Linked DNA regions of Mus musculus: regions 2, 3, 4 and 5 are each linked to region 1. A link is a contact called in public HiChIP or PLAC-seq, Micro-C and promoter capture Hi-C data. All regions are on one chromosome and are shown on one strand. The core of a region is the stretch at or near the end of the contact, and the rest is flanking DNA. Distances in the headings are between cores, read along the strand shown. Region 1 holds the start of N4bp2 (NEDD4 binding protein 2). Region 2 holds the start of Uchl1os (ubiquitin carboxy-terminal hydrolase L1, opposite strand). Region 3 holds the start of Apbb2 (amyloid beta (A4) precursor protein-binding, family B, member 2). Region 4 holds the start of Tlr6 (toll-like receptor 6). Region 5 holds the start of Wdr19 (WD repeat domain 19).

Region 1 (2,694 bases), core at 110-2,609:
ACACTGGTAAAGATGGCTTTGTTCTTTACATCTGTGAGAATTTTATGGGTTTGATACTTTTCTTTTGACATAGTAAGCAAAAGTAATTCAGATTGGGTGGTGCTGTCCCTTGAAATATATTTTCTAATGTTTAAGAATTCCCCCCTTTTATTATTTGGACTTAAGATGTGATAAATCCTTAACAGATGTTCAAAAGAAATTCAAGAACTTAAATACAAGTTTTTATTATCACGTTGAACATATTTCAGATGAACAAAATTAATATAAATTTGCTAGGTTTGTTTGAAGTCTATAATTACTAAGTTTCTTTCATTTCAAAAGTGGCATATATTACAGTTATTAGGCTCCTAATAGCTGCTTAGAAACAGATTAATGTTAGGTTCTCAGCAGTAGCTACTTACGCTCGGGATTGTAGACTATTAAATTTCTTTTGTTTACCATATTTAGAATAAGCCTTAATAAAGATGTTTGTATAGTATATATTTTTAAACACTGAAACTCAAGAGATCTCTAAAAAGACAAAGAAAATAAAAAACACATCCATTCATATTCTTTTCTGTGTGGGAGATTTCATTAGAACATTTATTTGCTTAAGTACACTAGTTTCTTTGCTTAAATACACCAGTTTCTAGAAAAAACCCCACTAGACCATTTGCTCATTGAGTGTGAGAATGTTCAAGCCAGATCTAAAGGGATTTTTTTCACTTGTATTCTTTCCAAATCTACATTCAGTTTAAATAATTGCCATAACAATTGACAGATAATCTGTCTCTCTGATGTGGATGAATATCAAGAGGTTATTTTACTACGGGGGGGGGGGGCAGTGAAAAATACAAAGTAATTGCAAAGAGAGAGGAAAGTCCAGGAGAAAACAGACACAAAAACAAAAAGAACAAAACTAAAAACTCCGAAACGACCAGTAGCATCATTAATCAGAAGGCTAGAGAGAGACACACACTTTTGTACTCTGATCGTTTCATGTCAGGACAGAACAAATTAAGCAAGGAAGTCAGAGTCCAACAAGGAAAAACATGGAGCGGGCTTAGGGGACGGGCTAATCATCCAGGATCGTTAACAGGGAAAGGGAACACTGTTGCTTTTTCTTGGCACCTGAAAACTCCAGCTCCACACTGGCAAAGGCCGCAGCTCTTTTGGGCTCAGGCCAGCGGGTTCCGACCGCACGTTGGCGGCGCGGGCTGGATCCCGGCAGCCTCCGTCCCGGTTGCTGGGGCCGCGGGGCCCTTTGTTCCCGCGGGGCGCCGCCGCCCGTCCGCCCCGAGTGAGCGGGCCCCCGTGGGGGACAGCGCGGGGCCCATCGCCTCGCCCCGCCGACCTCGCAGCTGCAGTCCCGCCCGCCCCAGCTCCTAGTTCCTCCCTCGCTGCCCAGGGCCAGAACGACCTTGTTTTGCTTTTCGGGCTCGGGAGAGAGGTGAGGGTTAGACCCGGCCGCGGCTCACCGGGGCGCTTACACGGGCAGCAGTAGGGGGGGTCCCAGCGCCTGCCTTTCCCCGGAGCCCTCGGGGGACAGCGGCGGGCCGCAAGCTTCCGGGAGAGCCTCGGGGGGCCCCGCGGGTCCCGGGCTGCGCCTCCCGCCAGGCCCGGGACTCACTTCTCGTAACGGAGCCAGCGAGGCGCCAGCACCGGTGGGCTCGGGTCTCCGGGCCGGCGCCGTGGCGGGCGCGGGCCGACGCATCCTGGAGAGCCCGGGGTGGGTGGGTGGGGGGTGTGCGGAGCAGCAGAGGTCGCGGCCCCGGGGCGGGGGCGGAGATCCACCTGGCTACGTGGCAGCCATTGCGGCGGCCGCGAGACCCCTCCCCACGCGGCCGCCCACCCGCCCTCTCGCGGCGGGCTCCTGCGCGGCTGCTCTTCCCCGGTCGGACGGAGAGCGGCAGTGTGTCCTCGCTCCGCACGCTCGCTGCGTCTCCCCCACCCCCGCCCCGCGGACACAGCTGCTCGCCAGCCCCGCGCCGCGCCGCGCCGCGCCGGAGAGCGTAGTGGCTGGCGGCGGCGGGAAAGGGTTGCGGACCCGCGGCGCTTACTCGACGACACGGCCCGGGGGCTTCGACGCCCCGCTCCCGCAGCAGGTAAAGGCGGAGGTTGGCGAGGCGGGCGGCGGGACTCGGGGAGGAAAAGAGCGGGAGGGGATCCCGGGAGCGCGGAGTCCCAGAGGAGGAGGGCCCGAGGCGGGCGGCGAGCGAGAGACGCGGCAACCCCGGGCAGGCACGGGCCGGGCGGGCGGGCGGGCGGAAGGGGAGTGAGGCGTCGCGGGAGGCGGGCCCTGGCGCGGGGCCCGAGGCCGAGCGAAGGCGGGCGCCGCGGCAGCTTCCCCGGCAGCTCCTCCAGCGCCTGGCGGGCCTCCAGGCCCCGACACACCCCTCCCGCCCCCGGATTCTCCGGGTGCCTTCCCGCCCCGACTTGACCTCGCGCCCCTGCGAGCGCCCCGCCGTTTTCCCAGGCCGAGCCTTGTGGGAACTTGGGCCGCCTGCCCGGGCTGGTAGTGCCCGTAGAGCTGTTTATTTACTCACTTCCAAACCACACGCACGCACGCTCGCTCGCAAGCTCACTCCACACCGGCAGGCTGGCCTCCCTCCGGGCGGGTGCGCCCGCGACCCTCACCCCTTCCCATCCGTAACTTTCCCTCTCGCTCTCCGAAAACCGGGCTTCGAGAGACGGAGTCAGACCGCGGGGCAGTTT
Region 2 (2,694 bases), core at 138-2,637, 910 kb after region 1:
TGGTAAAGGATCCAGCTGGAGAGGCAGTGCTGTTAAAACAAGGTTGGTTCCCTCCATCCTATGCCTTGCTTACCTCGGGCTAGCAAAAAGCATGTCTGTTTTTCACCATTTGTTCTGAGCATATTTTTTAAAATACCCAACCTGCCTGCATCCTTAGCTACCTCATTCTGTGATTTAGCATCCCTGACAATTGATACAGATCTGGCCCCTCCTTCTACTCCGCCTTCAGCACAAGCGTTTGCCTTCCATCCTTTGAAATGTGCCTGTTAGAAAGAACACCCCCGCCCCCATCCCTGGAGAACCGCGGGCTCTCCTCCGTTGCTATTCCCTTTCTTCTGCGCCCAAAGTATTGTGGACCAAAATCTTATTATCCCAAACCCCTGTTCTTTGAAAAAAGGTTTCCCCTATTTTTTTTTTAAATGCTTTTTCCTTTAAGCCTCTAGTCTCAAATCATCTATCTTTTCTTTGGTCTGTTTCTAAAGTCCTCCGGCGCCCGTATTCTATGTGTCTCGCATGTACTGCTTCCCAGCGACCCACCGGTTCTTCCCCTGGAGTCACATTACATCAGCTTCACTAATGCACTCCGTATCAGATGTTTTATTCTAGGCAGTCCATTAAAAACCGAGCCTGGACACAGGTTGAATTTAACATGGAGGACAGATTGTCTAAGGTTAAGTACAAACTGTTCCGAGATGGGCGGGGGGGGGGAGGGAGGAAGACCGACAAATATTTATATTCATATTAAACACTACATATACCTGTTGATTTTGTGCTTTTTTTTCTCTCTCTCTCAATGTTTCAGAGACCCTCGAGCTTTGGAGTGATTGAGACGACAGAGGAGGGTTTCCAGAAATTTCGCTCCAAATTGAAAGCTCCCTCAAATAGGCTGCTTCATGCGCTCAAGGAACACCCACCAACAAAACCCATCTCCACAACCACCAGATTAGCTCACCGGCGAGTGAGACTGCAAGGTTTGGGGGCTTGGCTTGTACCATTCTGTGCGGTGCATGGGGGAGTTCGAGCCCTCTTGGCCTTCCTCCTCTGCTTGTTTCTGCTCCCGTCTCCCCTGCTCAGGCTTTCCCAGTGAGCGAGGCCGGCGCTTTATAACAGCAGCCTGGGCGGCTCCACCGGCTGTTTTTTCGGCTCCTCGGGTTTGTGTCTGCAGGTGCCATCCGCGAAGATGCAGCTGAAGCCGATGGAGATTAACCCCGAGGTAAGCATAGCTGCTGGGTCGCTTCGGGAGAAATAAGGCTGACCCTTAGCTACAGCTCGGTAGCTGAATCATTTAGTTTTATTATCATTTTCCTCTTTGCTTTTGGCTTTCAGATGCTGAACAAAGTGAGTGGCGCGGCGCGCAGTCTCTGTCCCTATCCTCCAAGAGCATCGTTGGAGACGCCCAGCCGGCCGCGCCCTGTGCAATGGAGGTGGCTGGGCTGGGGCGCCCAGCTGGGTGTCGTCTCTGCCCTGAGTTATCTAGGGGTTTGGGAGTGACTGAGAGATCGATCACGGGGAGGTGGCGGAGGATGGACCCGGACAGCAACGAGCGCGGGGAGCAGCTCTCGAGGGCGTGGCGACGGCCCGCGGACTCTAGTCCGAGGGCTTCGCGCGAGCCACGTGTGGGCTGAGCTTTGTGCTGTGTCACTGCGCGGCACGCAGGGTGGGACGGCGCGGAGGCTCCTCCCAGACTCGGGTGGGGACCCGTGTGTGTGTGTTTGGTGGGGGGTTGGGGAGTGGGAGGGCCGCACGAGGGATGCTCGTGCTGGCCCCGCCCCCTAGCAGGTGCCCATTATTTGTCTGGCTTTTTCGGTCTGGCTGCCCTGTCTTTTTCTTGCAGGTGTTGGCCAAGCTGGGGGTCGCCGGCCAGTGGCGCTTCGCCGACGTGCTAGGGCTGGAGGAGGAGACTCTGGGCTCAGTGCCATCCCCTGCCTGCGCCCTGCTGCTCCTGTTTCCCCTCACGGCCCAGGTAGGGAGAGGTCTGTGATGGGCGGGTCTCAGTGGATACGCAGTGTTGTGGAATGAGTTCCTACCTCACGCTGTCCCCTTTTCCTGTAGGGTCCCTGATAAGGATCCCACTTCTTAGGGTGGGAGGTGCTTGCATTTTCATCGGGGCTCTATTGTGATGTCCATTATTGCCTCAATTTGGAAGAGAAGGAGCCCATTGCGTCTAAGTCTTTTTTTCAGTTATCCAAAGAAAGATCTCCAACTTGTTTATTTTGTTTGTTTGTTTACTTATGAGCCTTGCTCCCACTTGCGGATGGCCGGTTTGTTTTTTTTTTTTTTTCCTTTTAAGGGCCGTGAGTGGGTCAGGTCCCTGGTTTGGTTCTGTTGCTCTCTCACCTGACTGTAAACTGATGAGGGCCTGGCTTGCTTAAGTCAAAAGAGCTGTCTCTTCATTTGCCACCTCCATCTGCCTCTCTGGTGGATTCTCCATTCCCCTCCCCCACCCCTCCCAGCAGGCACACTGTTGAACGTTCCTTTTAGAAAGCTGAATCACTGGTGCACAGAGCCGCGGTCTCCACCTCTCTGACCTTGTGGCTGGATGAAGTAGGGCTCCTGTGACACAGTCATAGAGACACTTCTTCATTTTCTGAAACAGTCTTCCATCTTCCACTGGGCAGGGATGCAAATGATTCAGGCTGAGCCATAGAGAAAGACAAAACTGGGGGTTATGCGTTGTCTCGCCGTGTGTGGAGC
Region 3 (2,694 bases), core at 105-2,604, 860 kb after region 1:
CAAAAAGGGCCAGCCTCACAAAGTTTATTTCTTGATATCAAAATGATATTGTTGTTATCGTTTTATGACTTTCATTTAAGACACTGAGCACAAAGCAAAGTCAGGGACAAGACTTTTTAAAACTGCTCCCTCTAAGAGCCCTCTGGGCTTCAGACACTGACCTAATTCTCTCTTCATGTGAGCCCTCTCAAATCACTCAGTCCATCCCCAAGCGATCAGAACAGTCGTGGCTGTGCAGAATCTTGCTACAAAACGGTCCCAATTCTTCATCTGATTTCTCCAGCTTTTTTTTTTCTTTATGCCCCACACTCCCTTGGCCTTTGGGGCCTGACCTCCTGTTTTCAGACCTCTCCATCAATGGAGAGACTACCTATCATTGTTTCTACGGGACTCCCGCATCCTCCCTCCGCCCAGCTAGTTTTCGTCGCACAAATGTCATTTCTGGCGTCTGAGCCACCATTCCTCCCAGGGAGCAGCAGTGGGGCGTTCGGGACCCCGATGACCGGCTTCCCTGATCCGGCCCTCGGCACACAGCCATTTTCTAGTTAAAAACGCTCTCGGCGTTGCAGAGGGGACAGGAACTTTGCCCTCTCCTCCTTTCTGCAGAGCTGGGTTCTCTGCACCCCGGGAGACGCTGGCCAGGTCTCTGAGTCTCCCGCAAGAGCGCGCCGCCCGGCAGGCAGGCCGGCCCCAGGGCAAGGGGGCGTGCGCTACCGGTCGCCCGCGCCCACCCGCACTTTGCCCTCCGCAGTCTCCGCCCGGGCACAGCCCTGCGACCCGGTGTCCTCGCCCGGCCCTGCCGAACCCCAGCTCTGGGTGGGAGTGAGGGAGTAATGGGAGTGACGGAGCGAGCCCGCAGCCAGAGCGCCGGCCCTGCAGCGCGGGCGCGGGGCGAGCGGGACTCCGCAGCGGACGCCTGCTGCAGATGCGACGGCAGCTGCTGCAGCTGGGGCTGCGGCTGGGCGACCGGCGGTGACCGCCAGAAACCGAGCAGCAGCCGCGAGGGCACAAGCAGCCAAGCTCGCCGGCTGCCCGGCACCCCCGGCGCACTCCGGGCCATCCCTCGGATCCCCGGGCTGAAGGCATGGAAGGAAGCGGGGCTCACCAGCGCTGCGCGGCGTTCGATCGGCTCCGGACCCGGCTCCCAGGTCTCGCAGTCCGCTGAGCACCCGGATCAGCTGCGGGCTGCAGCACGCGAGCTTCCTACTTAGAGCAGCACTGGCTCCGGCGACTGAGCATGCCCAGTGCGGCTCCGCGAGGCCCGCGCAGGGAGCAGCGGCAGCGAGATTCCACTTCTCCAGGCTTTGGCGGCGGCTGCGCGAGGAAAGGCTTGGAGGGGCCTGGCGGAGCCGGGCGAACCCAGCAAGGCGGGGCCGGGGGCGGAGGCCGCGGCGGAAGGGGGCGGGCCGCGCTCCCAGGGCGACCCCTGCAGGTGGAGGCGGCCGAGCTGCGGCACAGCAGGGAGGCAAGGGGCGCCAGGGTGACACCCAGAGGCTGGGGGTTGCGGGGCAGCCCGGGTATCCCCTCCAGGTGGCCTAGCGTCTGTCTGCACCAAAAGGCAGTTTGGGAAACTCTTCTCTCACGCGTCTGCGTTCCTGTAGAATGGAAAAATACCCCAAGATGAGAGCTGTCCACAGCCTTCCAGGCTAACTGAATGTTAAAAGGTGAAACTTTCTCCTGCCTTCTGCCTCCTTCATCCCCCATGGCTAGACATATGCCACACAGGAACATTCCTGCCCTGGAAAATCACAGCGAGATAACGCCATGCAAGAAATATGCCTGCGAACAAGGAAAAGCATTATCTACTTGCTACCTGTTCGTTAGGCATTAAGTGGATTTACTGCAGGCACCTGGAAGTCCTTGATTTGTTTCTCCATCAAGCCAAGGGGTGTTAAACTGATGCCTAAGTCAGACTCATCTGGGAAGGTTGCTGAAGCAGCATGCTAGGCGCGTTTCCAGGGGTTGGATGAGTCGTTGTGCCGTGCTGCACAAGCGCCTGTAAGTATCAAATCCCAGGTACTGATGCGGTTGCCATCCGAGGACTAGTCATGGGGACTCTGCTATACACAGACCATGCTACCTACCATCTCCTCTAGAAAGGTAATTCTGAAAATAATTATAACTACTAAGTAATGGCTCTTTGACAACGCACTCCTCAATCAGATAATAAACTCAGACTCATCCTCCCTACAGTGAAGATGGGCATTATTCCTTTTTTTCTTCACACAGCATGAGTTTATTGAGGTTCCACAAGATCCCCTTACTAAGACCTGTAAGCAAATCGCAGCCCCTGCCTTCATGTTTACAGCCCAGCAGTAACTGACGTCCATTGAATAGTTTCTATGAAATGCCATTTCTGCCATCTCCATACACAAGGTGTTGACATGTAAAAGTGTTGGGTTATCAGGAATGGAGAGAACGCCGTGTGTTGGTGGTCTCTTGTAATCTATAGCCTCTTCTATAATCAATATTTCCCTCAGACTCCGCGGAAGGCCAATAGTACTGCTACAGAAAAATCTCCATAAATCTATGCAGGTTCACTCTTGGAACTGAACCTCTGCATCCCAAGACTGGCCCAACGAATCCTGCGAACCATGAAGAGTCAAAAACCAGGGTTCAAATGCCAACTTGGGAAAAGCAAACTGTAGAGGGCCTTGAGACACAGGCTACTGTGTCCTTCAAGCCCAGACAGAG
Region 4 (2,694 bases), core at 60-2,559, 800 kb before region 1:
GATGGGATTGGACGGGGGTGGGTTGGGGGGACACTCAGGTGGGTGGGTGGTTAAGAGTTAGGAAGGGGCGAAGAAAAACACAGTGTTCAAAATTCTCAAAGAACTAATCAATTAAAGCTCTCTTAAAATATACCCCGCCAAAAAGTTTTATATGCAAGCATGCTTGTATTATTTATGATATAAATACACACATAAAGAGGGCCCAACCTCTTCAACAAGGTGGCAGAGAATGGACATTCACGGATGAGGTCCCCTCCTACAAATCCCCCTCCCCCACCCCCCGAGGGCAGCTTACGTGTCTATGTTCAAGGGACTGTCATTCATTCAGCTGCCATGTCCCCCACATGGATATGCGCGTCCTGGAAGATGCTCAGAACCTCGAGATGTTCCTAGGGTGCACATTCTGGCAAACAGCCCCAGACTTTAATGAATTCGTAGGTAGCATGGGTGGGACAAAGGGGAAGGTTTATTTATTTATTTTAAAGGAAGTATGAGGAGACAATAAGAATTTGCTTAATACATCAAACAGAAAGTGAAAGAGAAAAGAATAGTCAACCACAAAACCAAAAGTGGTGGCGGATGGAGGGAGCGCCGTAAAAACTAAAGCTATGAGAAAAGGGGGGTGGGGGGGAGGGTTGTAATCAAGTCAACACAAGCACAAGAGAAACCTGGCTCTGTCAAACTTTGGGTTTGAAGGCCAAGTGCCAGCTTCCGGCTGGATTCAAAGTTACAAAGAGTTTGGGAATCTTGATCTCAGTCACTTCCACCAAATGTTTCTTCAGATTCTTCTGTGGACAAAGGGCACGGCAAAAACTAGCGCAGCGGAAACGAATTCACATAGGAGGGACAGAATTAAATCCTTCCTCCAAAACGCTCATAAATTAGTGAGAGGTACAGACTAATAAAAGATTATAGTACCACGTGATGAGGAAACAGAACACTGTTTTTATACACACAGCCCAGTGTGCTGTCACGACCACAAAAGACTACAAAACTTCGTGAAAGGAGAAAACAGCCCAAACCAACGGGACAGGAAAAGTCACAGAAGTCGACTCACTTCCTTGGCTACCGCTGAAATGCCAGCTGTTGTCTGTCTACCCGAAAGTCACAGAAAATTCTTAGGTAGTCCAAACGACAGCCACGCTTTAAAACACCGCCACAAAATCGTTTTGTAAAAATTTCAAAGAAAGGTTACCTATTTCCAGCACTGACGGTACCATTTTCTTTCTCGATTGAAATATCAACGCAGTAATTTGAAAAATCCAGAAAAGCCTTCTTACTTACCAAGACTTCCTTCTCCGAATTTCTCTGAAAAAATAAGTTGCTTGACCAACCCTAGTCCTAAGCCTGGGAACCACGGTACTTAGGAGTGGTTTGGCGTCATCTCTTGGTACTCGTTGGAATTACCCCGTGTATAAAACCCTTCCAAAGCAGAGGGGCTCTGAGCTGCCGTCTATAAATCTTTGCTTCAATCTTTAGATTCATATAAACAAGCAGATTATGAACATTTTGGTGTTACTACGAGTATTTATTTAAGGTATGTTTTGTCTGCTTTTTGGTTTTTATTTTTGTTTAGTTTTGTTGTTTGTTGTTTGTTTTGTTTTATTTCAGACTGAATTTTAAATTGCCACCAGGATAGAAGTTAGGAGATTCAGTTCTGTGCTGTGACAATCCTTCATATTTCCCCTACAAAATCACCACTGTCATTCGAGCAAGGTTTCAGCACCTTGGGACTGACAGAGATACTTTAAAAACAAAATAAGCTTAAAGCTCATGGCGTGCTTTTTGGAAAGCCGGTTTTCAAGAGAAGTTTCAGTGTCAATACACATTTAGCCAGCCTCGACAGTTTGTCAACATTCACTACTACTGGGAGCTTCAGTTCTTAATTCGGGAAGAGCAAGCGATGCTGGTCTTCTTCCACAGCAGCTTAGAACTTGGTTTTCTAAAGACTGTTTAGAATTTGAGAAACACGTTTAGTCAAGGCTGAAAGGCAAAGAGGATGAAGGGCAGACACTTTGAGCAGGTGTCCCTGTATCCCGGCTTCTCACTCGATTAACTAGATGATCGTCTCCTAATTGATCTCTCTGGCTACCATCATCTCGTCTTTGAACAAAAAAACAAAAACAAAAAACTACCAAGACTGTACGTTGGCCAATGATAAGCTGGAAATCACTTCTGCTTTCGGGAGGAAACGAAGAAGAACATCTTACTGCTCATAGTCACTCAGCAAACATAAGAGGAAGTCTTCTCCGAACTGGGGAGGCTCAGCAAGGAGTGATGGGGCAAAGCTGGCAACTAGTGTGTGGAGGGAGCGAATGAGTGGAGATATCCAGACCCGACTGGAGACCTAGGCAGAGGGGAGAGGAGCCAATGAGATGCAAGGGATGGCAGGCAACACTGGGCCTGCTTCTTAAGAAACCACATGATTCAGAGGTATACACACAAGCTTGAGCAAGCACGCACGCACGCATACAGGCACACACATACGTGCGCCTAGCATTGAAGAGCGGTCACATGACTCACATCTCGGTTGTATTGCACAGTAATGATGACCTTTGGGGATGCAAGTGCTACTCCTGTTGAAGCTGTCACAACTCTAAGGGGAAGGGTAGAGCCAACCTAATTCATGCAACTCACATGGAAGGGACCACATGACAGGAAAATGAGCAGAAAAGAGAACACATTGGGCTGAGT
Region 5 (2,694 bases), core at 90-2,589, 560 kb before region 1:
TTATTTCAAATCTGCTTATTACTGATATGGAGGGGTGTGACTACTCTTTGTGTATTAAGATTGTATCCTGGAGGCTTGGTATAATTAGCTCTACCTCTACCCCACATCCCTCCCTCTCTTCTACTGATTCTGTACACTCTCAGTCATGTCATCTGCAGTTTTCCCACCTCCTTCCTCAATCAGTATGCTTCTTTTTCTCTCCTTATTGCATTAACTAGGACTTCCACCAGAATTGAGAAAGAGTCACAAGAGGGGACATCCCTGCCTTGTTCCTAATGGGACTACTTTCAAGATTCTTAGCATTAAGTACATCAGCCTTAGGCTATTTGGAGATACTGTTTACAATTTCTATGGTACAGGGTTTTGTTGTCTTGCTTTTTCTTGTTGGGTTTTGTTTTTTGAGAATTTTGAGGGTTTGTTTTATGTTCAGTTTTGTCAAATGCTTTGTTATTATAGCTACTGATGCAACCATGTAGGTTTTTTGTTTTTTTTTTGTTTGTTTTTGATTAGCCTGTTACTATTGTGACAGAGCAAGACAATGCAGAAGTTTCTCCATCTTGTATTCTTGCTGAGGCCATTTTAGGTTTGACTACAATTTTATCTCATGGACGAGAGTCGCTGTGAAAAATTACCCAACTCTATTCTAGGAACCCGAGGTGATGATGCCCAGCTAGCCAACCTTAGCTACTGTGCAGAATCCCACTCCCTCCCTCCAGCCAACTTTTAATGCTTAGCTTCCGCTAAACTTCTTGTTTACCAGGCTCAAATACTACAGGCGAGTTCTTTTCTTTATTTTTTTCAACTATTCCTCCCCGATCACACTAGCTAAAATTGTCTTAATGGTCCTGAAAGAAAACGACTCCTCATACCTCACCTCCGTTAGGGCAAAATCAAAAATAAAAACCCTGCAAGAAAAAAAAATGAGGAATGATACATTAGTTTCTCCAAGCCTTTTTTACAAGTGGATCTTGTAGAAGCCGTCTGGCTCATGAGCCAATTCCTGCCTCCTACTTGCCAACCTCTGGGTCCAGCTTTTTTCCCCCCGGAATTCCTTTACAACCGCTCCTAGGCCAGTGGTTTCTGCTCACATAGCTCAAGACCCTTTCTGTCCATAGGGCCCGCCTGCCTCGCAGCCTCACCCAATCAGAGCTCAGGCAGGAAGTTGACCAGCCCTCGTAGCATTCAACTTCCCGGAGCTTAGCTCCACCTCCATCACGTGACTCTACCCACCCTGCCCATCTCTCTCAAAGGAGGGCTCCGGGGGCAGCTCCGCCCCACGCTCGCTGATTGGTCGCTGTTTGCACGGTCTCCTGGGTGACGAGAACGCGGTAGCGGGGCGGGGGTGTTCTGTTGCGCCTGCGCACTTACAAGAACGGGGGTGTCGCTGGAGCCTTTGAAATGAAGGTAAATAACTTACAAGTGCCAGCGGATTGAGAAGATGTGGCAGCCTCTGTATTTCCTAAACTCTCGGAGCGCGACTCTGAGGAGTTTGTGTCCCTGTCCCTCCGCGGAAGTGCTGAGGATAGAGGAATGAGCTCCGGGAGCGGGCGGGAGGGGATGATGGGCTTGTAAGGATGCAGGGAAAGGAAGCTCTGGAGAGCGGGCTGAGGGAGGCCTGTGCCCTCTGGAATCTGGTAGAAGCCTGATCTGAGTACGCCCGAACTACCGGTATCGCTACCGATTTCTTGTAGCTTAATCCTGGGCAAACCAAGCCACTGGCCCAGAGCCCTAGGGAGAATCAAAAGTCTCTAAAACAGTCATCAAGAATTACTTGGCCTGTGACCTGTCCGGTATGCAGAGCCCTGGTCGCTAGAACACATGATGGAGAAATCTGCACACCTGTGTGCGTCCTCCACTGCACGCAGGTTTTCTGATTGGGTTTGTTGTGAATTCCACAGGGGCAGCCGCTGCACTCCTGTGATTTACCTCAGAGGTACTTACCCCCGCACTGCTCTGACAAAGAAATGGAAACACCGAGTTTAAAATGGTTTCAGCTTTCCTAAAGCTTCACTGTAGCTCTTGTGTGTCCATTGGAATTGGCAGATAACTTTGCATGATTCACTTTCTGGTGTGTCGGAAAGGAGTAAATACTATTCTCTTTACAGTTAAGTTAACCGTGACCTGCAACAAGCAAACCTTTTTGCTGTTCTAGGAAAGCTGTAACTTTTATCTGAGTTGTACCTAGAACCGATATAACTCTGTGGAAGAAAACTAACCTGTAAGATTACAGCCCAAGACAGATCTGCCATGAAAGGAATAGAATCAGGTTTAAGGACGATGTATTCCCAAACTCGCAGAAGTAAGATGGTCTAGAATACGTTGAGTGAGTGTACGTGCTGGAAAAAACCTGTGTGTGCTTGGCATCATAGCGCACCTCTATCTTAAGTTGCGATTCCAGGACACAGGCTTTCGGGAGATGGGCATTTATTCAGATAGCATTGGAGGAGTTGTGTTGTCACTCAGATTCAAGTCTTCAGCTACAGTATCTAAGCTGCATCTACCTAGATAAGGGTGTGCTTGATTAATCTACAGTATTTAAAACTAATATTTTTCATCTAGGGTCATGTTCCTGAGTATTCTAGAATGTAGCAGTCTGATATAAGAATAATATAAGTCAATGAAATTTCAAATTTTTAACTTATAACAACAATAAAATTGTTTAAAAAAAACAAATAACATTGTGATAATACAGTT

What was found. Promoter capture Hi-C pulls out the DNA fragments that hold promoters and counts their contacts. A called contact is a pair of places that touch in the nucleus more often than the background predicts. HiChIP or PLAC-seq counts read pairs in DNA pulled down with a chosen protein or histone mark.
Region 2: a contact with region 1 is called in a FOXA1 HiChIP or PLAC-seq map of pancreatic cancer cells. The contact joins the promoter of Uchl1os here to the promoter of N4bp2 in region 1. A contact is called at or near these places in 2 of 484 Hi-C or Micro-C datasets (both in embryonic stem cells) and 2 of 115 datasets of contacts at active chromatin or transcription factors (astrocytes and pancreatic cancer cells).
Region 3: a contact with region 1 is called in a Micro-C map of embryonic stem cells, with 8 times the contacts expected there. The contact joins the promoter of Apbb2 here to the promoter of N4bp2 in region 1. A contact is called at or near these places in 3 of 39 promoter capture datasets (the 3T3-L1 cell line, hippocampal neurons and stem cell-derived epiblast-like cells), 1 of 484 Hi-C or Micro-C datasets (embryonic stem cells) and 3 of 115 datasets of contacts at active chromatin or transcription factors (the NIH/3T3 cell line, astrocytes and extraembryonic endoderm stem cells).
Region 4: a contact with region 1 is called in a promoter capture Hi-C map of pre-B cells. The contact joins the promoter of Tlr6 here to the promoter of N4bp2 in region 1. A contact is called at or near these places in 4 of 39 promoter capture datasets (cranial neural crest, liver and pre-B cells).
Region 5: a contact with region 1 is called in a promoter capture Hi-C map of second pharyngeal arch cranial neural crest. The contact joins the promoter of Wdr19 here to the promoter of N4bp2 in region 1. A contact is called at or near these places in 5 of 39 promoter capture datasets (cranial neural crest, liver, maxillary cranial neural crest and 1 more) and 1 of 9 other capture datasets (adipose tissue).

The regions. Positions count from the first base shown.
Region 1 is chr5:65,762,162-65,764,855 of GRCm38.p6, forward strand. N4bp2 (NEDD4 binding protein 2) reads left to right here and starts at 1,360. Exons shown (of 20, transcript NM_001024917.1): 1 at 1,360-1,429.
Region 2 is chr5:66,675,110-66,677,803 of GRCm38.p6, forward strand. It overlaps Uchl1os (ubiquitin carboxy-terminal hydrolase L1, opposite strand), which reads right to left and starts at 1,388. Exons shown (of 5, transcript NR_102714.1): 1 at 953-1,388. Uchl1 (ubiquitin carboxy-terminal hydrolase L1) reads left to right here and starts at 1,012. Exons shown (of 9, transcript NM_011670.2): 1 at 1,012-1,213; 2 at 1,327-1,338; 3 at 1,835-1,963. The coding sequence starts at 1,181.
Region 3 is chr5:66,617,463-66,620,156 of GRCm38.p6, forward strand. Apbb2 (amyloid beta (A4) precursor protein-binding, family B, member 2) reads right to left here and starts at 1,355. Exons shown (of 17, transcript NM_001201413.1): 1 at 1,106-1,355.
Region 4 is chr5:64,958,739-64,961,432 of GRCm38.p6, forward strand. Tlr6 (toll-like receptor 6) reads right to left here and starts at 1,310. Exons shown (of 2, transcript NM_001359180.2): 1 at 1,285-1,310.
Region 5 is chr5:65,198,357-65,201,050 of GRCm38.p6, forward strand. It overlaps Wdr19 (WD repeat domain 19), which reads left to right and starts at 1,340. Exons shown (of 37, transcript NM_153391.2): 1 at 1,340-1,404. The coding sequence starts at 1,399.